Regions from separate parts of the Mus musculus genome. Here regions 1, 2 and 4 are each linked to region 3. A link is a contact called in public Hi-C and HiChIP or PLAC-seq data. All regions are on one chromosome and are shown on one strand. The core of a region is the stretch at or near the end of the contact, and the rest is flanking DNA. Distances in the headings are between cores, read along the strand shown. Region 1 holds the start of Myocd (myocardin). Region 2 overlaps Arhgap44 (Rho GTPase activating protein 44). Region 3 holds the start of Zkscan6 (zinc finger with KRAB and SCAN domains 6). Region 4 has its middle 20 kb from the start of Gm40028.

Evidence for each region. Hi-C and Micro-C count contacts between places; a contact is called where the count stands out from the background. HiChIP or PLAC-seq counts read pairs in DNA pulled down with a chosen protein or histone mark.
Region 1: a Hi-C map of cortical neurons shows a contact between it and region 3, with 4 times the contacts expected there. The contact joins the promoter of Myocd here to the promoter of Zkscan6 in region 3. A contact is called at or near these places in 3 of 39 promoter capture datasets (the HPC-7 cell line, cranial neural crest and hippocampal neurons), 4 of 484 Hi-C or Micro-C datasets (cerebellar granule neurons, cerebral cortex and cortical neurons) and 2 of 115 datasets of contacts at active chromatin or transcription factors (extraembryonic endoderm stem cells and forebrain).
Region 2: a contact with region 3 is called in an H3K4me3 HiChIP or PLAC-seq map of bone marrow-derived macrophages, with 5 times the contacts expected there. The contact joins the enhancer-like site here to the promoter of Zkscan6 in region 3. A contact is called at or near these places in 3 of 115 datasets of contacts at active chromatin or transcription factors (bone marrow-derived macrophages, embryonic midbrain and stem cell-derived neural progenitor cells).
Region 4: an H3K27ac HiChIP or PLAC-seq map of epiblast stem cells shows a contact between it and region 3, with 6 times the contacts expected there. The contact joins the enhancer-like site here to the promoter of Zkscan6 in region 3. A contact is called at or near these places in 3 of 39 promoter capture datasets (cranial neural crest, embryonic stem cells and hippocampal neurons) and 3 of 115 datasets of contacts at active chromatin or transcription factors (astrocytes, embryonic forebrain and epiblast stem cells).

What each region holds. Positions count from the first base shown.
Region 1 is chr11:65,264,778-65,272,177 of GRCm38.p6, reverse strand. It overlaps Myocd (myocardin), which reads left to right and starts at 2,189. Exons shown (of 13, transcript NM_146386.3): 1 at 2,189-2,534. The coding sequence starts at 2,480. It overlaps Gm30586 (a long non-coding RNA gene), which reads right to left and starts at 2,253. Exons shown (of 3, transcript XR_001780238.2): 1 at 1,915-2,253.
Region 2 is chr11:65,121,137-65,127,821 of GRCm38.p6, reverse strand. The region is part of intron 1 of Arhgap44 (Rho GTPase activating protein 44); the gene reads left to right. Among named protein-coding and RNA genes, the nearest start is that of 1700086D15Rik, 35 kb to the left of the region's middle. Within about 2 kb of position 2,466, at least 80 of the 459 cell types and tissues checked have an H3K27ac peak or open chromatin away from gene starts, as enhancers often do.
Region 3 is chr11:65,801,775-65,809,096 of GRCm38.p6, reverse strand. Zkscan6 (zinc finger with KRAB and SCAN domains 6) reads right to left here and starts at 1,922. Exons shown (of 7, transcript NM_001302374.1): 1 at 1,836-1,922.
Region 4 is chr11:66,563,914-66,570,927 of GRCm38.p6, reverse strand. It overlaps the pseudogene Gm12297. Among named protein-coding and RNA genes, the nearest start is that of Gm40028, 20 kb to the right of the region's middle. Within about 2 kb of position 2,312, at least 22 of the 459 cell types and tissues checked have an H3K27ac peak or open chromatin away from gene starts, as enhancers often do. A contact at or near this core is called in astrocytes and epiblast stem cells, where this site is marked.

The DNA of each region.
Region 1 (7,400 bases), core at 940-3,439, 540 kb after region 3:
AGGGAGACCTCATCTCACTAATCTCACTAAATAACAATAAAAGAAAGCCAGCAAAAGAGGGACTGTGGTCCTGTCCACAAGCACACACTCCAACCCCCTCCGTCCCTCTGGGTCAGAAAGACCCTTGGTTGGATCCTTCAGCTGATTTTATCACAACTCCCACTGAATAAAGAAAGCCCCACTAAGTTGCCGTGGGCATCTCCTCAGCCTTGCTGTCTTCAGTGTAAACATTCCTTTGGGTCTTTCCTTCTATTCTTTCTTTTTCATGTTTCACAGAGTTTCCTCCATGGGATAATTTTGTGATGTCCCTTATCCTGCTACCTCTTTTCTCTGGAGTCGCCCCTGCCCCATGCATCTCAACCCTGCTTAGGGCTGTTCTAGACATGCGGGCCTGACCCCTCCCAGTCCTTCCTCTGTTGTGTTTCTCTTCTTTGATGAGCTGGGACGAGAGAGACCTTCTCTATGTAACACACAATACAACATCTTCCCCTTCACTTCCAAGTTCAGGCATCTGCAATTATGTTACATTGCATAGCAAGTGGGAATAAGGATTCATCATCAGCTAGCCTGACAGAGTTTTTCCTTAAAGTAAGGTTAACTCAGAGAGAGATGCAGAAGGTGGGGAGGGAGGAGCTAGACTGATAAGATGTAATAAGAACTTGACCCACAATTTCTGTTTTGGGAGATGGAAGAACAGGCTGGAAGCCAAGGAACATGGGTGGCCTCTAGTAGTTGGAAAGGGAAAGGAAATGGAGTCTCTTCATGAGCTTCCAGAAGGGAACACAGTTCTGCCAACACCTTGATTTTTTTTTTTTAACTCAGTGAGACCAGTTTCTGACTCCCAGCCTTCAAACCTGCAAGGTAATGAATCGGGATTGATGTAAGCCATTAAAGCGGCTGTGATCTGTTCCCACAGGAACAGCCCAGTTCAGCACTGCTTGTGGAATGCACAACCACTGCCAGGCTACCACAGGAGGCAGCCTGTTGTAGGCTCGTACTGCCCAACCCTATTCACAAGAGGAAGTTGAGTAGCAGGGCTCCACCTCCTCTCTGATTTAGTGAGGAGGAGCATTACCTATCTCAGAAAACGAATTCCAAGATTCAAGTGCATTGGTGCAACCCAGAGAATGGGAAAAAGGAAGGTCTGGGCACCCTAGGGTGTCTTCAGCAACAGTTGATAGAGGCAGAAGACCCCGGATCAGGGCAGAGATTAGTCCCTAACAGATATTGTTACATTAGGCCTCCACCTGTCATTGTCATTCTCTTCAAGAATTCACAGCTTTGAGACAAAAGGGGAGATGTAAAGAATTGTATCTGGGAGCTCACGTGCATATAAAGTTGCAAATAGTGGCAAATTGTGTGTTGTATGTATGCAGTTCAATGTTTTTTTTCCAACTATCTAAATCTTTGTCTTAGAACATGTGTTGTACTTAATGATGCACGTGGGACCCTGTCACCCCAGGCACCCCAGAGACGCGCATCCTCAGCGCCTCTTTGGGTCCCTTTCCCACTATGAAAGGGACGTGAAAAACCTCTGCACTTTTCCGATCTGGCTTGCCCAGGCCACCGAATCCTACCCTGTTGAGTGCTCAATAGTACGCTCAACTTTTGCACCAATCGCACTCTGGGCTCAGTCCCCAGACACAAACTTTTTGTGAATCCAAAGAGAACATCCAACCACAGGGAAAGACTTTCTGCCACTTCTTCAGCCGCTCAGTAGCTGCTCCAGGCATCGGTCTCCTGAAGCACCACCGCTCGGATACAGAGGGGAAGCGGGTGCTCCCGGGAGTTGCAAGCCAACCCAGCTTCTTGGCCCAGGCTCCAGCGCGTTCTGGAGATGTACCTTCCAGAGCCCTGCAGTAAGCTGGGGACACCAGGGACATGCACACCTAGGACAAGCAGATACACTCCTACCGTCGCCAGGCGCCACCTGCACGCCGGGCGCCGCCTGCAGCCTTCGGGCATCCGATTTAGGGGTGCCAGTGCAGAGACTCCCGCCTGGGCAAGCAGCCTTGGCGCACTATTCTGCAAAGAGTTAAGAGCCGGCTGTTAAGACTCCTGGGGCCGCGTCTGGTCCCCAGGCCCCGCTCACCGCTCCTGATTGGCTGATCTCCTGTCAGTAGTAAAGAGGATCAGATAGCAAACTTGGGACCTTCATAAAGGCGTGGTGGCGGTACTCCGCGACCGCTGGCAGCCTATGACATCAGCCAGGAACGCCTAGGATGCGGCTGTTCCCGGCCACCCTCAGAGGAGGAGGGTCCTGCCTGCTGGGAGTTAATTAGCCTCGCGAGCGGCGAGGGGGGAGGCGCCAGTTTTCTGGGGACACTGGCGGCCACTGTGCGTCCTCCTACCCAAGGGAGCTCCCCAAGAGTTGGATGAATTCTGGGTTGTTAGCTGCTGTCCTCTGGGCTCCCGGGAGCCAGTTTCTGGTGGAAAGCGGGGCGCCTGGCCAACGACCAGCGGCTTGCTGAGACTCACCATGACACTCCTGGGGTCTGAACACTCTTTGCTGATTAGAAGGAAGTTCCGATCAGGTAGAGTAAGGCGTTCAGCACTCCTTAAACTTTTCATCTCTACCACTCAACTGCTTTACAATGAATGCTTCGGGCCTGAGGTGGCGGCCTTCCCTCTGTTTCCCCAAAATGAACACTGTGTTTGACTGAATGCCTTCAAATGTCTTCCCTTTGACCTGTGTTAAGTTTGAGTTTTGTTTACGAATAATCCAATGTTTTACTTTATTTTACTATATTTTCCTTTATCGGTAAATAGACATTTTTAAGGGGACGACCCAAAAGGAACTGTGTTGAAATGGGCAACTCCAGGATCTGAAGTTATAGAGTGGGCGCGTTATCAGTTACAACCGCTGAGACAATGTGCCTAGGACTGTGAGACGTCTAGGGGTCACTTAACATGTAGCTAATCCAAACAAATGTATTTCCCAAAAAAGTCACTTGGAGGAAGTAAAAATAGCGAATTTGGAGCACACCAAGAATTTTTAAATGACATCACCATGGGGGAAAAAAACCAGCGCCACAAATATTTTTTCCCAAACCATCTGATATTTATAAATGGACAATTTTCCCTAAAATTGTTGTGTTAGTGGCACACAGAGAAACTTCTGGAGGGACACTCAGGAGAGGTGAGTATAAGGAAAGGGTACGTGGGGGCCTACAGAAGACGCAGGATTGTGTTCCCTCGTTCGCATCCTGGAAGGGCTACCTAGCTTTGCCCATTCTTGCTTTTATAACAGTGGTAACAGGGCCATTCAATGATGGCAGGGCACCTTCTAAGAACGAACATTTTGGTGGATAGCTCTGGTGTGAGCCTTCCATGTAACAGGTGCTGGCTGATGCTGGTGCCACTCACTCTGTCAATTCCCTTGGTCCTTCTGAAGGAGCTACTCAACTGTTTGTCTTGAAATGAGTGGCTCAGAAATTGTGCACAGTGGGTGATGGGCCATAAGGAGCCTCTGTAACCACCTCAGTTGTTCCTGATCCTTAGGTGTGGATGGGACACTCTGGGGATTTCTTGAAGGATTGTTTAGTGAGGCAAGTTGAAAACTTAAGAGCTGAAGTGGCCAGGAGCCACAGTGCCTCTGGAGGCCTGGGGTGTGTCTCCTAACCACTAGCCACCGGGGTCAGCCATGCACGTTTGTCCTTTCCATGTTGAGGTGAGGTGGTTAGTTTGTTCATCAGAGACCTCACATGCTTGGTAATTTGCTCAAAACCACAAGGCAATACTGCCACCTTTCTGAGGGAGCAAGGATGTCATTTTTGTTTTTGCATAAAGCTGAGTTTATTTCAACTGCTCCCGTGCAGTTTAATGGGGTAGACGGAGGGACAGGGAGAGGCTGCTGGATCATTTCTAAAAGGATTTGGTGATGTTCTTGATAGTGGGCTTGCAAAACAGACTTATCAAGGAATTCCTCAGCTGAAATATGGTGGAGAGGGAAAACTGTTTGCACTATTTTAACCCCTAACTCAGTGGATTGTGCAGGCCTGAGGTCTCTACCTGGACCCTGCGAATCTTTATCCTGGAGCTTTGAAGAAGTCCAACCCCACTTTTTTTTTTTTTAAGACAGGGTTTCTCTGTGTAGCCCTGGCTGTCCTAGAACTCACTCTGTAGACCAGGCTGACCTCAAAATCCACCTGCCTCTGCTTTCCAAGTGCTGGGATTAAAGGCATGTGCCACCACTGCCTGGCACCAATCCCACGTTTTTCAGGCATTTTTGTCATAAGGAAGGTAGTTTGTCGAAGCATAATACAGAAGTAGGAAGCTTAATTTAAGCTTTGATTTAAAAGTTGAGGGGACTGGAATCGATGACAGACAAAGCCAGTTGCGCATCTTAGGTGTTGTGCTTGATAATCTTACACAAGAGAAAGAAAAACATTATTGTAAGATTGTAAATCAGTTGATGGCTACTGGTTATAGTTCCTGGACAGAGTGACCATGGTGGACATGTGGCCCTGAGGCCTGCCTGGCCTTGTATTAACTGCCTCTGCCTAGGGGACTTTGCTTCACTTTCTGTCTAAAAATGAATGAGGAAGGTCTCTTGTTCACCTTGATATCTCTCTCTCTCCCTCCCTCCCTCCCTCCCTCCCTCTCAGTCACCCCCATTTCTTTCTTGAGGGATTCCAGCTGCCAACTCTAAAACTTCGTATATAGCAGTGAATATTCACTTCAATAGTAGATCCTGGTAGTATGATTTTAAAATTAATGTTTCAAAACTAACTGAAAGTAAACTGTCTTACGATTATAGCAATGGGCTTGCTGTGATAGGACTCGTCCACCATCTCCAGACAGTCCCTCTCATTCTGAAACTGGCGTGGGCAGCAACCATGTTTTACCAACTCCCTACTTACAAGTAGACGTGTGATTGACTGACCTGCCATGAAAGTTTGGGACTCAGAATGTTTACATCTGTGAACATGTTTAGTGATGTTAATTAATCTTACCTAGCAGAAGCAGGGTGTCATGGCTGAATGTGCGGGTCTCGGTCAGACTAGCTGGGTTTTCAAGCCATCACCTCTTTGGTTTTGGCTATATGACCTTTAACCTAGGCCAGCATCATAGCTCTTCTGCATCTTACGTGCCTCATACGTGGAGAATGCTGGTGACTTCATGGTGCTTAGAAGAGATAAATCTGATAACACAAGTACCTGAGTTAGGACATTGACATGCTGGTGAGCCCTGGCCAAACAGTGCTCAGGACGAATAGCAGTGGGATCATCAATCGCCCGTGGCTTCCTTCTAGACCTTGGTTTCTTAGCTTGTAGATGTCCAGGTGAAATGATGTGGTTTCTTAGGCCACGCTGGTATTGTCCGTGGCTCCTGGGAGGTGTAAAGATCATGTGGGAACAAGTGAGCTGATGAGGCTGCGTGGCCTTGGTGGGCGAGTAGAGGGCAGCTTGCTTAGACGCAATACGGTTGTTATTTTTAAATCGACCACGTTTTACAGAATTCATTTTTCTCATTCGTAATCCAGTTCTTGTAATTGGTGTAACTTTCTGAAGTTTTTTTCTTCATATCATTCTCTGGGTCAAGGGCCCACACAGGAATACAAGCAGATAAAAAGAAAAATGGAGAGGTTCCTTTGTGGGTTTTGTTTCAAAAGAAACAATGCCTTTCCTTGTTTTGTTTTGTTTTGTTTTGTTTTGTTTTGTTTTGTTTTGTTTTGTTTCTCCCATTTCTCTCTGTTACCCATCTCAATCAGCCCAAACCAAGGCTAACTCTGGTACCTGGCATTGCCCAGCCTTGCCCTCCCCACAAGTGTAGAATTGTCAGATTTGGCAAACAGGAATACGGAACACCCTGTTCAGTTTTAATTTTGAACAAACAATGATAAAGCTTTCAGTATTTATCAATATTTAGGATGGAGTTTTCTCTGAAACGCACTTCGTTATGCCTATCGTATTTTCCTTGGCAATCACCTACAGTCCTGGGACTGTTTTTCCAACACTCTGCTGTCCTGTCCAATATCCCATGAGCCTCTTGAGATTTTGGGTCCCCCAAAATACAGAATACATATCTCAGCTAAGTCTCAGCGTGAAGTAGGGACGGCATGAGAAGGAACCCTGGTGCCCACGAGCAGACCCAGGATTCAGAGGGAAGGAGGACAGCAGGTTCATCTCGGCCTTCCTGGCAAAGAGGAGACTCTGATACTGCACAGCTATAGCTAAAAGAAGCTGGGGACAATCCAGGCAGGCAGTGGATGCCCAGGATCCAGGCCCCCACGTATGTGAGTAGTTTCTCCAATGGAAAGCCCAGGTCTTCCTTGAGGGATTTTAGACCCTTCCTGTCCCTCTTTTCTTCGTCCTGCAGATGATGTAGTAGATTTACTGAGTTCCTAATTAATCTAGACCCTTAACCAGACTGGATTGTCTCTCTTACAAGCTGAGGTCTTTAGATGGGGATGGGGACCCCTGATTTACCATCATAGACACTATGGGAAGAAATGTCCACTATATGATAAAAAATATCCCCGTGCTGCCTGAGCCACTAGCTAGTCTTAGAGCTTGGGACAAGAAATTTAACCTAAAATAAGGCCTTTCCTATGACATATAACCTATAGAGATGTCGATTTAATTTGGCTTTTTCAGATCTTGTTTTTGTCCTGTGCAAAACCGAAGGTTTTAACTGATTCATCTCTGAAGCTTTTTTCAGCCTGAAGACTTTACCTTTTCCCACAACTGAATGGCCTTAACTATTTTTGTGAAATTTTAAACAGTACAAGTGTTAAAATTTAAACACTAAAGCATTGTCATAAGAGACGCGTGGTGGCGCACGCCTTTAATCCCAGCACTCGGGAGGCAGAGGCAGGCGGATTTCTGAGTTCGAGGCCAGCCTGGTCTACAAAGTGAGTTCCAGGACAGCCAGGACTACACAGAGAAACCCTGTCTCAAAAACACCAAAAAAAAAAAAAAAAAAAAAAAAAAAAAAAGAGAGACTGTACTGAATTGGGCTTTAAATGATTAATTTTTAAAATAGGTATCTTAATTCATCTTTTAATTAATTAATTTCAAGACCAGGTCACTCTCTAGGCCAGGCTAGCTATAACCTACTACGTAGCCCAGGATGGGTAATACGCCTGCCTCAGCCTCCTGGTGCTGTGATTAGAGACATGTGCCTCCATGTCCAGTGATATTTTAAATCGTTTGTAAAAGGCAAAGACACTTTCAGGGTCAGACTTGGGTCACGTCCCCAAGTCTGATAGCAGTGGATTTATTCATACAGCATGGGCTTTCTCTCCCTATCTGAGTTAGATGCAAAAGCCCGGCCCTTCTTCCTTCCCTATTTTTATCTCCTATCCACTCCAAACCTTTGCACAGACTAAACATTTTACTTATGTACTGGTATATTATTATTCTATGTGTATAAGAAAAATTCTTATCTGCTTTTGG
Region 2 (6,685 bases), core at 1,217-3,716, 680 kb after region 3:
TGTCTTGCAGCCACACAGCTGGCCAGTGGCAACAGTCTTCAGACCCTGGGCTGTGTGAACTCAGAGCCTTTCATTTCACTGGTCGGTCACTTGTTTACTGTCTAAGAGAGACAGAGCGAAGGCTGCCGGGAGTGGCTCAGTGGTAGATCACTTGTCTAGTGTGGGGAAGACTCTTTAAGTTTAACCCCAACATCACCAAAATAAATGTCAGCAAAAGTAAACAAAACACAGTTGGTGCCCGCTAAAAGGAAAGGACGGAATCTAATTCCATCGTGGAGAGAACAGGGGTCCAGTGGGGTGAGAACCCACTTAAGCCCGTAGGAGGTACCTGGTCCCTTCCAAGGGAGACAAGGAGTCTGTAGTGGGCAGGCAGGGATTTAGGAAAGTGGAAACTCAGGGAGGGCTGATTGGTGATGAGGCCAGTAGCCTCTGCAGCTGGCCATGGGAGAAGTTAGGGGTCTGCCTCCAACCTGGACAAGCAGAGCCTGGATCCAGAGAGTGACCCTCAGATGGCTTATCACGACACTCCTGAGTTAAAGGGCGTAGACAGCCATCAGAGGGACAAAGAGGCTTCAGAACTACAAGCCTATTTGAGTGGCTTGGGTCCATGTCATTCGGGGCTAGAGAGACAGTTCATTCTTTACTAGCCTTGACCTTTCTCAGGCAGCACTGTTAGGGGTGAGGCAGTCACCTCCCCAGGCTAAAGTTTGTTGCATCCAATGAATAGGGAGAAGGAGGTGTGACTGTGTTTGGCTGTGGTTCCTAGACTCTAAGAGACTAAGGTGATCTGGAGATCTCAGAGGAGCTGGCTAGAGCCCTGTCAGGGACCTCTGTCCTTGCCCTGCCACCCCTGTTGTTTGTGAAGTCCAAGTATTAGAAGTCTGTGAGGATCATTCTCCATTGCCCATAGTTAGCATCTTTGAATAAACAGATTCTAAGTCATGAGAATCCCAGGTTTTCCTTGCTCAGCTGTAAGCCAGACTGAGTGAGGCTGACCGGCTCCCTCCCCCACGCCACGCTGTTTCATTCTTGCTCAGCACCCGGCTTCCCATGCTTGAGCTCAGCGTTGCATGAAGGTGCCTGGCTCCCTGTTGCAGGCCCAGGCTACGGCCCAGCCATGACAGGCTTCCTTCCCAGACACAGCAGCTGCAAGGGACACAGGCCGGGGAAGCAAGCAATGCAGAAAGGATGGTGGTGCGTGCCCTGGAGTGCAGGGCGCCCCAGGCTGTGCAGGGCCTCAGTTCTGCAAGCCACTTTCCCAGCTAGGAGTGTTTTCTGTGGCAAGCTTTATCCATTATTACCTCGGAGCCAGCACCAGCTTAAGCCAGCATCAGCCAGTCTGAACTCTGATTAGGCTTCCCACCTTGGCCTGACTGTGCCCTTTATGTTTGGTTTTGTGTTTCCTACATTAGGAGTGTCTCCCTGGACAGGGCTGTCAACTTGGATTACCTGGAACTATTTGTGATTCCTATTGGTTCCCTTGGGTCACCTGGTCCTGCTTGTCCTCTGAATCAGCATATTTGTCAGGCCCCTCTGTTACTAGATGTCAGGAGCTGCTCCTCTGTCCCTGCCCACCCCTCTGCCTCCTCTTCTTGCTTCTAGTACTCAGCCTTGATCTCTTCCTTGAAGCCTCTTCCATGTGCCCAGCTTGGTGACTTCTTACTATTTTCACAACACTTACCCTGAACCGTAGGGTACATCCCACGTGGGGGAAAACTGTATCTTCCCCAAACATCAATATCAGTGATATTTAGAAACCACATAGTAAGCTAACAACTAATAATGGAATGGTTTTAATATCCTGTGACAAGTTAATGTGGATACTATGCGGTCTTCCTTAAAATGCTGTATGGTACTGTCCTCACCTCTTCTTTGTGCTGCTGTAAACTGATAACGGTGCCTATGAGATGAGATGGAGGGAGGGGACAGTGCAGGTACTCACTGACAAGGGAAAGGCCACCAGCTTTACCACGGGGCATGGGGCAGGTGTCAAGGACTGCTCATCTATTTTGAAAAGACACTATTAGCATTCATGATCTAGCCATTTAGTGTCCATGGTACACTCTGCCTCTGATGTTCCCTTTCCTGAGAACTTAGCAAAACTGTTGGACTCCTTAGCAGCTTCTGGGCCTTTCCCTTGTTGGTCTGGCTGCCTTGAACAAAAGGACTATTACTCTGACGCTCTAATGGACTAACCTTGTTTAAGCAAGCACCTGCTTTCCTGAACCACTCACTCTTAAAGATGCCCTGAGACGTCTATGCTGCTGTCATAGTTGATCACCTTGGCCCTGATGGCACAGCCACTCAAAGGACCAGTTTGCCTGGGTGAGCAGTGGATGCCTGCAAGGATGCATAATCAGCTTGTTCAGAGGGGCAACATTTCCCTGGTGACCCACCAGAGAGACTGCTGGGATCAGTGCTTAGAGACAGGACTGAGATTGGCTCAAACACATTGCCGTGATTGGTCTAGAATAAGCAGCTGTGATTGGCTCATGCATTCCCCTTCAGTCTCTTGGAGCCTGCTCAGGCTCACCCAGTCAGCTGGGAGCCCCCCCTCCCCCTCTTACTGCTTCTTCTGGCATTAGAGCATTGGGTCCAACACAAGGCTTCCCTCCAGCGCTCCTTTCCTGCCCCCTGTCAGTAGAGCAGGCTGAGCTGGTAACATGAGGTTCAGAGAAGCAGAGACCACACAGAGCGACAGATAGCCGCAGTGACCAGAGGCAGCAGAAAATAGCCATGTGGCTGGACAGGCTGGCAAGTCCACAGTGAAAGTATGCAGGCAGCCTTGGCACTGGAGTAGCGGTGGTGAGCTCAGTGGCAGATCTGGAGGTGGAGTACATCGCTGGCCTGAGCACTTCTGGCTGCAGCAGCAGCAGGTGCCGGATGCCTGGCTCTTGTGCCTCGAGGGGGAACCTAAACATTTTTGATGGAGGTTGAGGTGGGCACCCCAAGTAGTTGTGTGTAGTAACCATGTTACAGGAGGGGATGGAATGCCAGGTTTATGGCAGCTGAACTGTTTAAGAATCAGCAAAGCAGAAAGAAGAGGGGGAGTGGCTGACAGAGAACGAGAGACAGACTGACTGACTGAAGGAGAATAAAGGGCTGAAAGGCAGCAGAGAAGGTCACTACAAGAGTTCATAGATTGTCTCATGTTCTGGACCAAGAGCTGCGACACTGGCTAATGCCAAAGTCTTAGTGAGGGTCCCTCTGCCTGGGGGGCTCCTTGAGAGCTAGAACACAAGAGGTGGCTACTGCAGGTTCCACCTTGCCCGCTGCTGCTACCTGCCGCTGTCAAGCTCTGAGAGAATTGGAAGCTGCCAGAGACCAGTGTGTGGAGAGTCTCTCCTTGCCAATCAATATCTTTTTGTGGGTAAAGAACCCAGCCTCCTGATGGGTGACAGGACCACTACAGAAAGATTACTTGAACCAAAGCAATGCAATATTGTAACAGTCAATTTTGTGAGCAAGATGGCTACAAGGATACTAATGTGTGGGTTCTGTATACAGTGTGGATACACTGGAGAAAGGACCAATAATGTTCTATAGTGACATTTCATCATGCTACCCAGAATGGCCCAGAGTTTCAGATTTATGAATTATTTATTTTCCATTTATTCGTTTATTTATTTAGGATGGTAGTTGACTGCAGGTAACTGAACTTTGAAAGTGAAGTCACAGATTGGTGATTGGGGCTACTGTGCATCCTCTATATAAGAAACATACCTGTTACAAGAGCTGTTCAACATCAGGGAAGCAGCTAAATGAAAATGTTGGCCCACATTAGGAGAGGAGACCCGTCTATACGGTCAGCAGGTAGCTGTTCACTGTGTCTTCTGTGCCGGGCTACACTGGGCATCGGGGATGATTTCCTTCTTCCTTTGTGTAGTTTATTTTTTTAGTACAAGTGATTTTTCTCAGAAGAGGTACTGTGTTTGGATATTAGAGAACAATATGAAGAAATCAATGGAAAACATTAATTAATGTGGGAACCTCAAAACAGATATTTTTAAATTTTCTCTTATAACACATCTTTTCATTTATAATCATATAAATATATGAGAGTTTTAATTTATAGTTGTATTTAGCCCATTAGGTATAATTTATTTTAATCATTTGAAGCTTGAACTTAATTATTTTGAAGTTGTGGTTGCTAAGGAGACTAAGAGGCAAGCTTGTTAAGAGGATGAAACTGTCTGAAAAGCAAAACATATTTTTTTCTTCGGTCCAGAGCATCTTACATAAGGGAAAGAGGGAGAGCATTCCTAGAAACCCTTTGGCTTCAGGACTTCATCTTCCAGCAAAGTTTAATTTAGAAAGGGCACATCTAACCTGGAGGAAAGGCTTTTCAGCTACTTTATAAACAACAAAATGGTGTCAGTATGAGTTTTAATTGGAAACGTAAAATTCAGTGGGGTAGAGGTTTGCCAACAATGGCAAGACCAAGAAAAGTATGTGCATGTGTGCGTGCCTATACATACGTGTGTGTGTAAGGTATTTTTGGTCATCATATTAGTCAGCTTTCCATGTCCACAGCAGAACACCCAAGATAGACCTTGTAAAGACAAAAGGTCTATCTTGATGCGTTGTCTTGGAGACTGCCATCAAGCTTGATTGGCCGTGCTGCTCTGGGGCTGTAACAGTGAGTGATCATTACAGGGCACTTGTGGCAGAACAAACTGTGCACCTCATGGCTGAGGATGAGGGGCAAAAAAGTCCTGGTTTCGCAGTTCTCCTTGAAGGCATGCCTCTGATGGCCCCCCTCCCCCTGGAACCTCTTAGAGCGTCTGGCTTCTCTCAGTTCTGCCAAACTGGAACCAGCACCCTGACACTGCTTGTGTAGTCCAAAGATCCAATTGTCCTAAACTTGGTGGGGTCACAGCTTGTGCCCCACAAAGTCCAGCTGCTGGCCCTCAGAAAGCCAATTAAAAGAGGTGAGTGAAGAGTGAGAAACCGAGAAAGGAGCTTAATCCAGTACGGTCATATTGGGAAGAGTGACAAAGAGGTCGGAGACTCCCTTCCCCAGTCCATCTTCAGGGTCCTGAAATGAGGGTCAGGATTAAATGGGAGGTGAACGATACACAAGTCTACAAAGCCAGACCAAGTTGTATGGTCCTATCCCCGTTCATCCATCATTATCTGAGATCCTATAATGTCTGAGCAGTTGTAAATCTCTTCTGGAGCTGAGCACTTCCTCTGGCAGGTGCCTTTGCCTTTGCCGGTATTAGATCGTGGGGAAATTCCCATTTCTTTGGCATCCACTGTTTGAATGGTCTGATTTGGAGATATGTGTGTCTCTTTAGAGTATCTTCATTTCTGTCAGGTCATGCCTAGCCATTACTTTTCTTCTTATCTAAAATGTATAAAAGCATGTTTGGCATTTCTGGGGACTTCACGCTTGCAAACATCTACTTATGTGGATTTAACAGAACTCATATTTTTCTCTCATTAATCAGCTTTTGGCTTTATTGGCTTCTGAGATTCAGCCAAAGACTCAAGGTGAAGGGGGTAACCCTCTTCCATTGCAGTGCTCTGAGGAGATGCCCTAGTTTCTCATCTACCTGGAGCTCGTTAAGATGCTTCACTGAGAACTCAGAACCCCTCCTTTGGAGCTGGGTAGGGCAAGTGTTAGGGTTTGCAGGGCCTATGTCCAGTCTTCCATGTAGTATCCACACTTGGACCTACAGCTGTGCACTCTGCTTTCCCCAAGTCAGTTCCCCCATTTCTGTCTCTCTTTGATGGTGTTTCAGGGATTTGGAGGCCATGGGGCATGGACCCTTCCTTCCCTGTATCCCCTTTGTGTAACTTTAATTTTTTCAAAACCTATTTTTTAAAGTTTATTTATTTATTATATGTAAGTACACTGTAGCTGTCCTCAGATACTCCAGAAGAGGGCATCAGATTTCACTACAGATGGTTGGGAGCCACCATGTGGTTGCTGGGATTTGAACTCAGGACCTTTGGAAGAGCAGTGGGAGCTCTTAACCACTGAGCCATCTCACCAGCCCCATCAAAATCTATTTTTAATGATGGTTCTTAAACTCCTTAACCCCCCTTTCAGCTCACTATCTACCAGAGATAGTGGGAAAGAAGGGATACGGGGAAGAGGACCTGTTTAGAAAGGTTCTTTGGACTAACTCCCATCTGTGTTGTCTGGAAATCGGCAGTTCAGTTCACAGGTCAACAGCAGCAGCTTGACCCACTGGCAAAGACTTCACAAATACACCAGCAGTCCAGTTCAGTAGAGTCTGGATAGCAAACACGAATCAGCAGCAGTGGCACTGCCTAGCAGAGAAAGCCAGGCCTCAGCCTCAGCTCACGTCTGCAGGAGGGCCCAGGAGGAATGCCAGGAGAAGTTCTCTGTTGTGCCTCTCTCAGGGAAGCGAAGATCAGGGAAGACTTGAGACCCACAAGCGTTGCACAGCTAGCTCTATAAGGTTAAGCTCAGCCACCATCACTGTCCGTTGAGTCCTATTTATACCCTCCAAATATCACGTGTCCTGCACAGGTCTTGCCTCAGCATGTGTATCTGTCTCAGCTGACATCACTCTGCCAACCAGCTCAAGTTCACAGAAGTAGTTTGAAACTGTAGCACACCACTAGAATTTTTTTTTTTTTTTTGGTGCGTTTCTTTCTATGCGGTCCTGACAAATGCAGCTCAACTACACAATGTAAGGCAGACCAGTAC
Region 3 (7,322 bases), core at 673-3,172:
CCAAAAAGCAAGTTGGGAGGAAAGGGTTTATTCAGGTTACACTTCTAGATCATAGTCCATCACTGAAGGAAGTCAGGACAGGAAGGAACTCAACCAGGGCAGGATCCTGGAGGCAGGAGCTGATGCAGTGGCCCTGAAGGAGTGCTGCTTGCTAGCTTCCTCCTCCCAGCCTGCTTTCTTAGAGAACTCTCAAGACCACCAGCCCAGGATGCTATCACTCACAACCCATGGGCCCTTCCCCATCAATCACTAATTAAGGATATACCCTACAGCCAGATCTTAAGGAGGCATTTTCTCAACTAAGGTTCTCTCCATTCAGATGACTCAATCTGACATAAACTAGCCAGGACAGAATGTAATTAAATGAGAAATCAACACCAATAAGGGATCTTGAAATCCCAACTTGTAGAAATTAGTAATCAGTGGTCAAAGACATCGCAATGGAAATTACAATATATTTTCACACAAAATGATCCTGAAATCACAGTTGACCAAATGTTATGAGCTTAGAACAGCAGCTCAAAACCTATGAGTTGAGATCCTTTCATGGGGGGTTACCTAGGATCATGGGAAAACACAGATATTCAAATTATAATCTGTAACAATAGCAAAATTACAGTTATGAAGTAGCAACAAAAAATATTTTATGGTTGGGAGTCACCACCATGAAAAGAACTGCATTAAAGAGTCTCAGCATTAGGAAGGTTGAGAATCACTGGCTTAGGAGGACAACTTTCAAAGAAGGCTCTGTTTTTAGAAATGAAATACACAAAACCCCTTCACTAACTAAATGATTTCCTGAGTTTTACAAAAATAATAAAATTTCAGTCAGTAAAATTTCTACCTGTCAGATTGATCAGAATTAGTTCCTAACACAAATCTGGAGACTATTCAAGAAGCGCTATTCTGGGAAACTAAATCTTACACATTTAAATTGTATATTAATACTACTACTTCATGCAGTAGAGGCCAACTGGTGGCTACCACCCAGGCATCTGTGACAAGGCGTCCATTTACTCAAAATTAAATTACCTTATAGAGAGACGTATGGATTTGTGTCCGGATGAGACTCTACCTCTCACTCCTCACAGAAGAAACTCGTGATTTATCAGTTATATTTGTATTACCGACGCTTTAAGAAATCGAAGTGAAATGCAATTTTTCTATGCACACGTAGGTTGCACACAGGGTTGCACATGTAGGTGGCCCTTTGTTTATCAGACCACTGTAGGCTTTGCTTGTGCCATTGATGACCCTCCTGACAGCCCTGTAAAGTAAGTATTAAAAGTGGGCTGGAGAGATGGCTCAAATCCCAGCAACCACATGGTGGCTCACAACCATCCGTAATGAGACTTGACCCCCTCTTCTAGGGTGTCTGAAGACAGCTACAGTGTACTTACATATAATAATAAATAAATCTTTAAAACAAAAACAAAAACAAAAAACAAAGTTAACAGCTCTGGATCCTCCAGGGCTTCCAAGCAGCAACGTTTCAAGCCCAGGAAGAGCTAGGGCAGCCTTCTGGGGGTTTGCAAGGGGTAGCTGGGGTTATCACTGAGGGCCAGTAACTAGCGGTTAGCCACCTGGCAGTGTCCAACCGGAGTCCGGACAGACCCGATCCCTCTCCTGGGACGAGCAACCCGGAAGAGTCCACTTTCCGTTCCGCCCCGAGTCCCCTCCCCCGCACGCGCCTGCCGTCCGCGAGCGCGACAGGCACGGGGCTGAGACCGCTGTCCCCGCCCCAGCTCGCTCCTGACAGTGCGCGAGCTGAAGCGACTTCAGGTTTGACCCCAGGACTCGGCTAGCCCTCCGATCCGCCCAAACTACGCGCTTACCTCGGCCCTAACCACCCTCACCGAGGCACTTCCGGAAGCTGGACGGCTGCGCGCATCCGCGGCCCTGGCGACGCGCGGCGCCGGGGCGGAGCGAGGGGCGGGGCGGGGCGGGGCGAGTGAGGGACTACCTGAGACCGGCTTTCCTATTGGCTCCCCAAGAAGTGTCCCAGTTCACGACCCGAGTCTGACCCCTCCCCTCGCAGGGAGCAGGGAGCTCCGGGTTCCCACCAGCATTCATTCCTCGAGATCGGGTTTTCTAACCCAGGCTGAGCCTACAGCCTTTTCGCCCATTTTCAGACCGTCCTGCGCTGGGCCACAGCAGTCACCTCTTATCACTAAGCCCAGTTGACAGAAGCCTCCTGTCCAAATCCAGGTATTCAGTCATGAGTAGCTGACAGACAGGACAGCTTTGGAATAGAGATGCGTCCTCCCCCTAGACCATGGTTAGAAGGGTGGACATCTCCGAAGAAACACGGCAGGGGCGAGGGGAGCATGGTATGTGCACACGCCTGAAAAACTGATCAGTAGGAAAGGAACTCAGCGAGTACTCAAAGTAAGTCCTTGGCGCCGAAAGGCTCGCAGTTCCTTAGAAAACCTTTCACAATCCCGGTTAAAGCAATCGGTGAGTCAGACAGACGTCAAGAGACAAACGTAGTTGACAGGTTACGAGTCTGGCAGAGGCGGAAGTGTCTATCACAGGAGAGCTTGGCTGATTGAGCAGAGACATTTAGCTAGAGACTCGCCTCGTGGGTTATTTTCAATTCTGAGGAACTTCACTTCCAAGATCAGGTGGTTTGGTCGGGACCCTAATAAGGTTCCTGTAAAGCGTGTTGGGCTTTAGTTGAACAACATTCAAGGGAGAGCAGAGTAACTCAAACCCTGGAGTTGTGCAATGAGCCTCTGAGAATCTGACTGAAGCTGAGGCTTTTCCCACGGGAAATATGGAGACATGGCTATACACACATTTCCTTCTGAAATTCAGGGAGAGAATAGAGGCAATCTTGGAATCCACAAAATTCAAGCTGACAGTTCTAGTTAGAACTGTCCCTTTAGCTACTTTTTAAAAATTAAGCTGGCAATTGAGGAGAAGCATGACACTCTTTGAACAGACGGAACAAGCAAAACACATTTTAAAAATAGGAAGACATCTAACTTAGCGGAGGAGATAATAGAAAAGTGCCATCTATTTTCATTTACTTCATAAATATTTACCAGCTGCCTTGTCGGAGCCGGATACTATTCCATTCGATAAGGATATAGCAGTGAACTACACATGCAATGCTCTGGCCCTTAAAATACTATTTTGTGAAGAAAGCTGAGCAATAGGTAAATAAATGCACAGGTAATAAGCATGCTGGGTCATGAAAAGTAGGAAAAAATTAATGAGGTAAGACAGGTGGTATTAGAGTTGTATTACAGTTTATGTACCATGAGGGAGGACGAACAGATAAAACAACCTTGAATTGAGACTAGAAGTTAAGGAGCAAACCTAGTGTACAGGGCAAGTTTTCCAGGCTGAGGAAATAACAAACATCTAAGCCTGGAGACAATAAGAAAAAAAAGTAAAGAGCTCTGAGCTCTGAGCTCTGGACCACAGCAGCAAATAGTTCCCACGTAAGAGTACTGAGGGTGCAAGGCAGAATACATGTGCGTGTGTGTACACATATGTATTATGTGTACCTGTGCCAAGGCCTGTGTGTATGGAGGTCAGAAGGCAACTTTAGAAATCAGTTCTGTCTTCCCACCATGTAGGTTCCAGGATTAAACTGAAGCTTTGTCGACCACTGAGTCTTCTTGCCAGCTTGGCGCCTAGGATTTAGTGCATGCTAATCAAGCACTCTATACCAACGGAGCTCTATCCCCAGACCCCAGAGTACATTCATAATCAAATTCTTAATCATAATTTGTAATCAAATACTGTATGTGTAATATAGTAGAATCAAGAGCAATGCTAACTCAATCAGATATGACCAAGAGGCCAGCAAAATATGTATGTGATGCTTACATATATATGTAAATTATACATACAGATTATACATACAGATAATCTATGTAAGGTATATGTGAAGATTATATGTGTGCATATTATGGTGTTTGTGTGTAGTGCTAGAGCATGAAAAAAACTTTTTTGTAGTTTGCACTTATACAAACTATGAAGTTCTTTATGAAATGTTATTAAACCTAATGGAAAATGGGTCCTATTTGGGTCTGAATAGGCAAGAATCAACATATATAAGGTTCCATATGAAACATCTTAATGCTTTCATTGTGAGACTATTGGTTAAAATTATTAAAACTTGAAAACTGCATAATTCGTTTGCAAGAGCTACTGACTTATATGAGGGACTATGGAAGTTAATAGTAACAAATGATATTAAAATATAAATATGTAGCTAATAATGTAACTTATCCATTTGCAGTTTTTGTGAAGTGGTTTTTTTTTTTTTTTTTTTTTTTGGTGTTTTACTTTGACAATGGTTAAAACCACCAAAAATAAACTAAACTTAGAAGGAGGCCTTAACAGTGTCCATATTCCAGAATAGCAAAACAGCATTTGCTCAAATCCAGTGTCTGTTATATTTTAACAAGAACTTTATTTAATAAATATGTGTTTTTCATTCTTACCTTGTCCTTTTGCTTTCTTGCATATTTCATAGATATATAAGCACAGAGGACAGGATAATTACTAGATTAGCTTTAAAATAGTTAACTGACTGACGTGCTTGAACAAAAAGTACAGAAGAAGTACAGAACCTTGTTCTAACTACATTCTGGCCACGCAGCACAGAGTGGGAGCATGTAAAAGCCATATTATTTATGCCTCTCCCCAAATTAGAGTATCTCAGAGGCAATGCCGGCAACTGGATCTTTTAAACAACTGTTTTAACGCAGTTCTGTTGTTACTGATCTGGGGAACAAAACCACAATTCATGATTTTAAAGCTTCATCCATGAGAGCCGGAGAGATGGCTCAGTGGTCAAGAACACATACTGCTCTTGCAGAATACCAGAGTTTGTATCCTCGCACCAATCTTGAGTGACTCACTTGGAGATCTGATGCTCTGTACTCTGAAGCCACCCTTAATGGTATGCATAAACAGACATGTACACATATGTATACATAAAACACATTTAAAAAAAAAAAACAAACCTCACCTTGATCTTCAAAAGACAAATAGGTGTGATTATTTGCAATATTAGTGAGTTTTCAGCAAATGTAATAAATACCCAAGAAATAGTTGGTTTGCAGTTTGGGTTGATTTTGGTCCATCATGGTTTGTCCTTTTAGCTTCAGATCCTGAGGCAAGTTAGCACTTCATGGCAGAAGTGTATAGGTAATAAAGGCACTACTTATGTCACGGAAACCAAAGACAAGTACGGTGGTATCTACTCTTCTATTCAAAGCCATACCCCTGAGGGGCTGGAGAGTTGGCTGGCTCAGTGGTTAAGAGAATTCCATGCTCTTCCTGAGGACCCAGCTCAATTCACAGCAACCACATGGTGGCTCGAAAAGGAATTCCAGAGGCTCCACTGCTCTCTTCTGACCCCTAAGGGCATCAGACATGCATATGGTGCATAAACACATATGCAGGCAAAACACTCATGCACATACATTAAAAAAAAAATTAGCCAAAATCATGCCTGCAATAATTCAAAGACCCTTAACTAGTGATGCCACCACTTCTTTGTTTGATTGTTTGTCTTATAAAATAAAATTTTACTCACTTTGGCCTAGAACTCATCGTCATCCTCCTGCCTCAGCCTCCCGAGCCAAGCCCTACCTATAGAATGTGTTGTCATGGTTGGTTTGGAGAGGTATCTGTGGTTAAAACCCTAAGCCCTTTCTTAGAGGGGAGACCAGGGCTTGATATTTTTAAGAACCCCCAGTGCTCCGAATGTTGAGGCCACAGAAGGACTTGGAGAGCTTCAGGCCAGCCAGACTGTGCGGCACAAGCATGTTCCAACAAACAAGCACAAATGAACCAGAGCTCCAAAGCCTCTGAAAATCCCCACAAGCTGGAACAACAAAATAGCAATCTCAGATGCAGTAGGATGCTAAAAAGACAGAAAGAACACAACGCAAGTAAAGAAAGAGCTTACCATGGAAGCCCATTAACCAACAGCTGGTTCCTCAATGAAGCAACAGTCACTCTTCTGGTGAGTTTCAACCTGGAGGTGTTCGTCTAGCAGTACGGGACATATTGCAATGTGCATAACCCCACTCCTTTAGAGACTTTCATGGCATTTATGCTCATTATGAATCTTACTTTGGGGGTGTCATGTTAAAATGCCATGGGAAGAAGTTTGGTAAAATAATATTTATGCTCAGTTTGTGTGTGTGTGTGTGTGTGTTTGGTTTTGGGTTTTTTGAGACAGGGTTTCTCTGTGTAAACTTGGCTGTCTAGAACTCTCTCTCTATATATATATATAGACTAGGCTGGCCTAGAACTCACAGAGATCCACCTGCTTCTGCCTCCCAATTAAAGGTGTGTGCCACCGCCACCCCGCCAGTTCTAGTTTTTATTATCACCTGCAGGAATCTCACTTCCTAAAACAAGCCATACCGGCATTCTGTGAATCACCACCAGGTTTTATGGTGCACCAGGTGCAGTTTGTCCTCAGAATTTTACATCCATTTGCTCATTTCATTCTTGAAATCATCCTGAGAAGACGATGAAGACTTAGCTCTCATGTGTCTGATGAGAGCACTGCACCACATCGAGATACCCACGTGCCCTCAAGGCTTCACCCTTAAAATGTCAGTAGACACTGAATGCTTTTTAAGCCTTAGTTCTACTTAGGGAAAGGGTAGCCTTCACTCAGACTGGCGAAACTGCGGCCAGGTCTGTTGGTGGCTCCTATTTGTGTTCTCTTTTGTTTCGTTGTTGTTAGGTTTGCTGACTGTGGATGGAAGCAGAGCCTCCAGCTCAGCCTGGGCCAGTGCTGTACTCTTAGTTTCACCCCAGCCCAGTGTGTGATTATTTGTCTCATTACCTAACCCAGGGTCTGCACCTCAGTGTCTTTAAGATGTTTCCTTGGCTTTAAGGGACCGATCTGCCAACTTTGAATAGCCAGATTTTACCCTGCTGTGACATCAACCTCACCTTGATGACTCGGACTCTGAAAATTCTTAGCAGTGAGCAGTGGGCGGTCCCATCTGTCCCTGCTGCTTGTACTGGGGATGGTTGGATGCCTGCCCAGGCTAAAATTCTGTCTGGATTTGGGTTTTTAGACTGAATTTACTTACCTCTTTTCAACAGAAGCCTCCAGGAGCATGTGGTGGTTTCTGAAGGTCCCCTGGACCAGTGGAGAAACAAGTTTTTTTTTTTCTTCCTCCTGAAGAGATGACAAGACTGTGTTATCTGTCACAGCTAATTAGCACACAGGTCTGAATCCTCAGGAACACACGGAGGGAAAAAGATTGGGACTAAGCAGACTCCAGAGCACTTCTATTTAAACTTCTATTTCTCGAATGTAGTGCTTCAGG
Region 4 (7,014 bases), core at 1,063-3,562, 760 kb before region 3:
GTGACTATTCTTGTTTGTTTTCTGTTGTGATAAAATGCTGACCAAAAACAACTCAAGGGCTGGGCTGTAGTGGCGCACGCCTTTCATCTCAGCACTCAGGAGGTAGAGGCAGGTGGATTTCTGAGTTCGAGGTCAGCCTGGTCTACAAAGTGAATTCCAGGACAGCCAGGGCTATACAGAGAAACCCTGTCTTGAAAAACCAACCAACCAAGCAAACAAAAACACAAAACAACAACAAAACGAAACAAAAAAACTCAAGGAAAAAAATTTATTGGCTTACAGGTAATAGGGCAGTATCAAGAGAAGCCAAAGCAGAAAGTCAGGGCAGGAACTGAAAGAGAGGCCGCGGAACAATGCTGCTTACTGACTTGCTCCCCATTGCTTGCTCAACCTGCCTTCCTACACAACGCAGGACCACCTGCTCAGGAATGATACAGCCCTCAGTGGACCGACCTCTCCTATATCAATTAACAATTAAGAAAATGCCCCACAGACATGCCAATCTGATGGCAGCAATTCCTCAATTGAGATTCCTCCTCCCACATATGTCTGGGTTTGTGTCAAGTTGACAAAGACTATGAAAGTCACCGAGGAATGCCACTTGTCAGAGAAGTGGTAATAGAAATGATAATATCAATATCTGTCATGTCTTGAAAAGGGCTCTAGGGTGTATGTAACTTGAGGGTATATAAGATTGGTTTTGAAATAATTTCCTACATGGAAAACCCAAATGAAGCTCTTACCAGCTTTAGTCGTGAAGTTATTATTGTAGAAACAAACAAGTATACAGGGAAACCTGAGTTGAATTTTACCTCTGAGACAGTAGGCAGGCATGTGGGGGACCTCTTTACTCCGTGGTTTGTTTGATGTTTATAGGAGACATTTTAGCTCCTGGAAGATAACTCAGAACAAAAGAAGCCATTGATGAGCAGGGCACAAAGTAAAGTCCATAATGTTAGCCCCAAAGAATCAAAGAGAAAGACCACCAATCACAGTCATCATGGCCAAATGGATTCAAGCAAGCAATTGATTAAAGAAGCTTTTTTATTCATATACATAGGTTGCCTCCCACTAACGCAGGGTTCCAGAGGTCATCTTTGGACCTGAGGAAGACAAGTTTTTTTTTTTTTAATAGCTTTGGGGTAGGGGATTTCCAAGTAGGGGATTGGTGAGCAAAGTCAGCAGGGTTACAGAAGAACAAGAGCAGAACAAGTTAGGCATAAGGATTTCCCGAAACAAAGATATGACTGCAAGATGGTCATAAGGTAGTCATTACAACAGGTAGTCATAACAACAGGTAGTCATAACAACAAGTAGTCATAACAACCTTTTGAAATAAAAGTCGGATTGCAAGGTGGTTATAACTTTTTGAAACAAAGACATGGGTGTTGTTTCTGGGACAGGCAGTACAGAACCAGTTGTCACTAAGGTTACATGTGAGCATATCCCAATCCTTTAGAAACAGAAGTTTAATCATAAACAGGAATGAAACTAGTTTGCCTTTGCTATAAGATGGCTTCTAAGCCTAAGATGGGGCAGACTGGTTAGCCAGTGCCAAGCTGAGTGAAGGTCTTACATCCTCTGCCGTTTCTGTGTACAACGCCAGCTTGTACTGCCTAGATTCTACCAGCTGTGAAACAAAGAATCAAGCACATGGTTCTGTCACCATCGCCCACCCTGCTCCTGGAACCACAGGCTATGTTGTGTGGACCATTAGCACTGGTATTCTTCATTCTATGAGGCATGAGGAGACTAACTGCTACTTCTTTTAAAGCTGGCATGTGGCTTTGGAAAGAGACCACAAAGCATTTTCCACACCATGTGGAGTCTTAGTTCTCTTTCTTTTAAATCCCCGCCCCCTTGAAAACTAAAGAGATCCCAAGTTTGTTTGTTTGTTTTTCGAGACAGGGTTTCTCTGTGTAGCCCTGGCTGTCCTGGAACTCACTCTGTAGACCAGGCTGGTCTGGAACTCAGAAATCCGCCTACCTCTGCCTCCCAAGCGCTGGGATTAACTGCGTGCGACACCACGCCCAGCTGAGATCCCAAATTTTAAATCTGACCTATCAGTAAGAGCACAAGAAGTACCACCCCCTTCCTATCTTCTGCTTTTCAAGTTTCTCTAACTCATTGCATATTAATTCACCTGGGTTTGAGTTATGTCCTAGACAAGGCAAGGCGAAGGGTAGGAGGTGATGACTTGAGCTTCAGTTTAGCTCAAGCCTCTCAGGAGTCCATTATCATAATAGATGCACCACCGTGAGAGGAAGCGGCAGAAGCTGGGGCTTCAGTCACTTTGGTCTGTAGGGGTGAATTCCAGGAGGTTCCCTAGCATCCACAACCCTGGCCAATGCAAAACAAGGGGGGATTAGAAGAGGGCTGGCATTGCGAACTTGCATGCCTGCCAACAATTCCACACAGTTGGGGTTGGAGGGGGGGGGCACTCTGCTGGAAACTAGCATTTCATTTGCAGCTTCATTTGCAGTAGAAAAGTTGCTATGTGTAATAATGTCAGCCACTGACAGTTGGGAATCAGTGGCTCCTGGAGCGAGCCACCACCACACAAGTAATTTTCACTTTGCAAGTCAGAATGACCCTGGGAGCTAGGTGCTGGAGTGGGAGGGGAGTGTGGGTGTCTGTTGGGGCAGGTTTGGGCAGAGTGTCCACAGGGCTTCTGATGGCTGTTTCTGGCCTGCAGTTCTTGCCACTTGCAAGCTCTTCACACCACAAACACATCACCTTTGTGGTTTGAGGAGCTCTCAGGAGCCTGCCCATCTCTCCTGGAGGCAGAAAGAGGAGAGGGAGGATTGGCAGGCAACGGAAAAATAGCAAGCGGAAGAGACAGCTGTATAAAGCATCAAATAGAACCTCAGGTGGCCCCAGGAGTGCAGCTATCTGTCTCAGATCCTCCACATGCCAGACAACAACCAGAGCTGTCACTGCTCTCTGGATGCAGATGGTCCAGGTGGATGAAGGTAGACAAGGAAGTCCTAGTAGACTTCCTTATGTTTCTCTAACTTTCTAAGCTTAGTTGCTCTAAGCCCGGAAGATGTGAGAGAGGAAATGGGATAGGAGAAGGTGGGCAGCGGGCGCGTGAGCATTCGATCAAGCCAAGGGGCAAAAAGGATGGAGAAGGAAAGCTTCTCCAACAACAAAGAAAACAACCACACAGATCTGCGGAAGGTATTCTTCGCAGAGAGCTAAATTCTCGAAAGTAATCATGATTACCGTCATTATCATAAACAAGTGAAATCCTAATTAACGTTGTAAAGGGCAGCATCCTGCGGATGGCTCAGAGATGCCCCGCCTCCCACCCACTTTTTGCTCCGGAAACCACAATGATGCCTCCCTTGTGAGTGAGTGCACAGTTTCTTCACTCCAGAGACCCTTGCTTTCGGGAGCTCAGGGAAGAAAGGGGAAGTGCTCAAGTAAAGGGCCTAAGAAGCTAGAAAGACGGCCTTGGGAGACTCAGTGTGGAACAATTCAGGGGATCTGAGGCTACACTTCAGAGAAGGTTCCTGAGCAATCACTCACTCTATTCTGAGGCTTCTACACTGCTCAGTCTGAGGGGGCTTCCGTAAGCCCGAAGGCTATGAATGGACTAGTTTACTTGTTCGCGGAAGACTTTCCTGCTTCTCTACTCTGTTTGATCACTTTCCAGGGGTGCTGCTGAGTTTACCATCAGCTCACCTGACTCCTTCGGACCCCTGAGTTTTTGACTCATCGTTTTTTCTCAGCATCAGCCTGGCCTCTTTTCCTCCCAGTTCTGCCCTGCAGGGGTTGTTGGGTCTAAATTTCTACTTTGTAGGATTTAGCACTCTGGGAGGAATACCTTCAGCAGACTGAACAAATCCCTTAACTGTTTCTCTTGTAGTTCACAGGAGGTCCAGAACAGCCCGCACTCACCAAACACAGGAAATGCCGGGCCATCCTCGCCTAAGGACGGGTCTGCTTTATTTAGAGTATGCTACAGAATCTGGAACGTTGGTGCTGGGGTTGTGTAACCCACTGAGGGACAATCGCTGCAAAGACAGATTTCAACCTTTGCAAAGAATTGACAAGCTTTAAAAAAAAAAAAAAAAGCCACGTAATTTTTTACCAAGGCCTGCAAGTCATATGTGATTGCTTGTAAAAAAAAAAATGGTAAAAATATTGTAAGGAAATCCAAATTCAGAATAAGCTAATCCTAGTGATTTAGATTAATACAATCATATCAGCATGTGGCATCGTGATGTTGACTGAAGAGCAAGGTGGATGCAAATCGGAGAACAATGAGAAAGAAAAAGCAGTGTAATTCAGAAACGCAGAGGAGAAACCAGACCAAATCTCTTGCAAGAACTGTGTGTGTGTGGAGAGGAGGGGGGGGGGGGGGGTTTAAAGCAGTTCTCTGGTTATAGATAGTATGCAAATGCCCCCCCCCCCAAGAAAGTCTATAAACTTAGAAGGGACTTACAATAAACTTACCAGTTAGCACTCAAGAGAATGCTAGCAATTTCTTTAGGTAGACACTGAAAACAATTACATTTATAGAGGACCTAAATTTTGGTTTCTGGGTTTTTGTTTTCATTTTGTATAATTGCTTCATCATACTTTAAAACATAAATATAGCAATTTTTATCACCATACATTGTCATGGAGTAAGGAGCCCTGGCATTTGGCTCCTTGTTCTCTACATTTGTCTTTCTTTTAAACTTTAGAAAAAGATTTATTTAATATGTGAAGCTTTTGCTTGCATGCACATATGTGAGCTTGTTGCCCACAGAAGTCAGAAGAGTACCTCGAATCTTGGATCCCCTGAAACTGGAGTTACCTATGGTTATGGGCTAACATGTGGGTGCTAGAAACTAAACCTGGGTCCTCTGCAAGAATGGTCAGTGCTCTTTAACTGCCAAGATATCTCTCCCTCCACCCACCCATAGCCTCAGCTTTATTTTCTTAGAAAGAACGCAGTAACAAATTGCCTTGTTCAGAATTGAGCACTGCCTGCCAGGGAGTGTTAAGCAGGTACTAGAATGGTTCTCATACAAGGGGTCATGTGCCTTAGCATTAAAAAACACCCAGAATGTTTGCTGACAGTATTGATTCCCAGGAGCCCAGAAAGGTCTTCTCATCTTGGACTGAGGCCCAGGAATCAGAACTAAGAATCAGATTTGGAATATAAATCAATGGTAACTATTTTCTAAAGCTAGATGAAAATTTTCCCATTCCGAACCATCGTCTGTTGGGGATCTTTGTGGCTGTGCCATCGGGACATAGGCTGTGACCCCACTCCTTTAATCTGCATACAGACAGGATTGTTTGCATCAACAACGCATTATGGAAGTGACACCATGTAGCTTCTGAAGCTCATAAGAGCAATGCTCTTTCCACTTTCTTCTCAACAGCCCTCCTACTTGGAGTCCTGAGCTTCCATAAATCCACCCATGATAAAAGCAAGGACCAACTGAGCAGTCTGAGATTTTTTTAGGCTTGGACAAGAGATAAGCACTCACAAGATTCTCAAACACTAACTGTAGAATATGTGTGTGTGATGTGTGTGTGTGTGTGTGTGTGTGTGCTGGACTAGTAAAAGGGAAGAATGTTCACCGGTTTTTTTTTTTGTTTGTTTGTTTGTTTATTTTTTACTGAGAATGGGAAAAGAACTGTGCTCTAACCCCATACTCTTCCCATGGTTCTTTCAAGCCATGGGAATCAACAACAGACAGTGAGGAGAGGGCATGCCATTTAGAATGAACATAGAACTATAAGGAAGTTATAGTCACTCTGGCAGACACCTTAGACCCAACTAGCTCCAGTACATCTTGAAAGATATTTGGCTTCAGGCAGCCTGTCCTCCAAGTTGAATGAGTCATGGTAGGAATTCAGTTAGACCACATAGCTAGTATGTGGGAAGGTAACAGAAGAGATCCTCTAGAATTCTAGTAGAGACATCCAAACTTCAAGTCATTCCAGATACTTGAGTAAGAGGGTCCCAGATGATTCTATTCAAAAAGGTAGACCCTCCCAAATATTATAAAGTAGAAAGAAATACTGACATTTAAGTTGAAATGACATTGATGTTAGCCTTAATAATTTAGTTTCTCCGTTAACTTGAAGAACTATTTTTGATGATCTATTATTGCCATATTCCTGTAACACAGTGTTTTTCTTCCTTTTTTTTTTCTTGTGGGTGCAGTGAACTTTATTGATAGTATTCAAGAGAGTAGGTCTCCCCAGGTCCCTCCTGTTGTTATGGGGGTCTGGGATGGAAACTGTAAGGGGCTAAGTAGCAAATGGGACTCCTCAGTAGTTGAGGGCTTCTCTCTTGCTCGTGTGTCCTTTCTGGGATGGGTGATCCAGGGCTTCTTAGTCCTTGGAGACCATGTAGGCCATGAGGTATACCACCCTGTTGTCATAGCTCTATTCATTTGTCATACCAGGGAATGAGCTTTACAAATTTGTCATTGAGAGCAATGTCAGTCCCATCATCAAAGGTGAAAGATTGGGAGTCACTATTAAAATATGCAGGAGACAATTTGGTCCTCAGTGTGGCTCAGGATGTCCGTTAGTGAGCCCTCAGATGCCCACTTCACCATTTTCTGGATATCATCATACTTTGAATCTTTCTCCAGGTGGCATGTCAGATCCATGACAGACACACTAGGCATAGGAAAGATGCCAGTGAACATCCTGTTCAGCTCTGGGATGGCCTTGCCTTCAGCCTTGCTTGGCAACATCAGTGGATGCAGGGATGAAGTTCTGGGCAACCCCATGGGCATCATGCTACAGCTTTCCAAAGGGGCCATCCACAGTCTTCTGAATGGAAGTGATGGCAAGGACTGAGGTTGTGAGTCCTACCATGATGGCGAAGTTGTCATGAATGATTTTTGCCAGGCAGACTAAATAATTGGTGGTGGAGGAAACATTGCTGACAATCTTGAGTGAGTTGTCATACTTCTTGTGGTTCACACATGATTCACAACACACTTGGTTCACAAACCTGGGGGAGTTGGCAGAAGTGGGCCCCAGCCTCCTCAA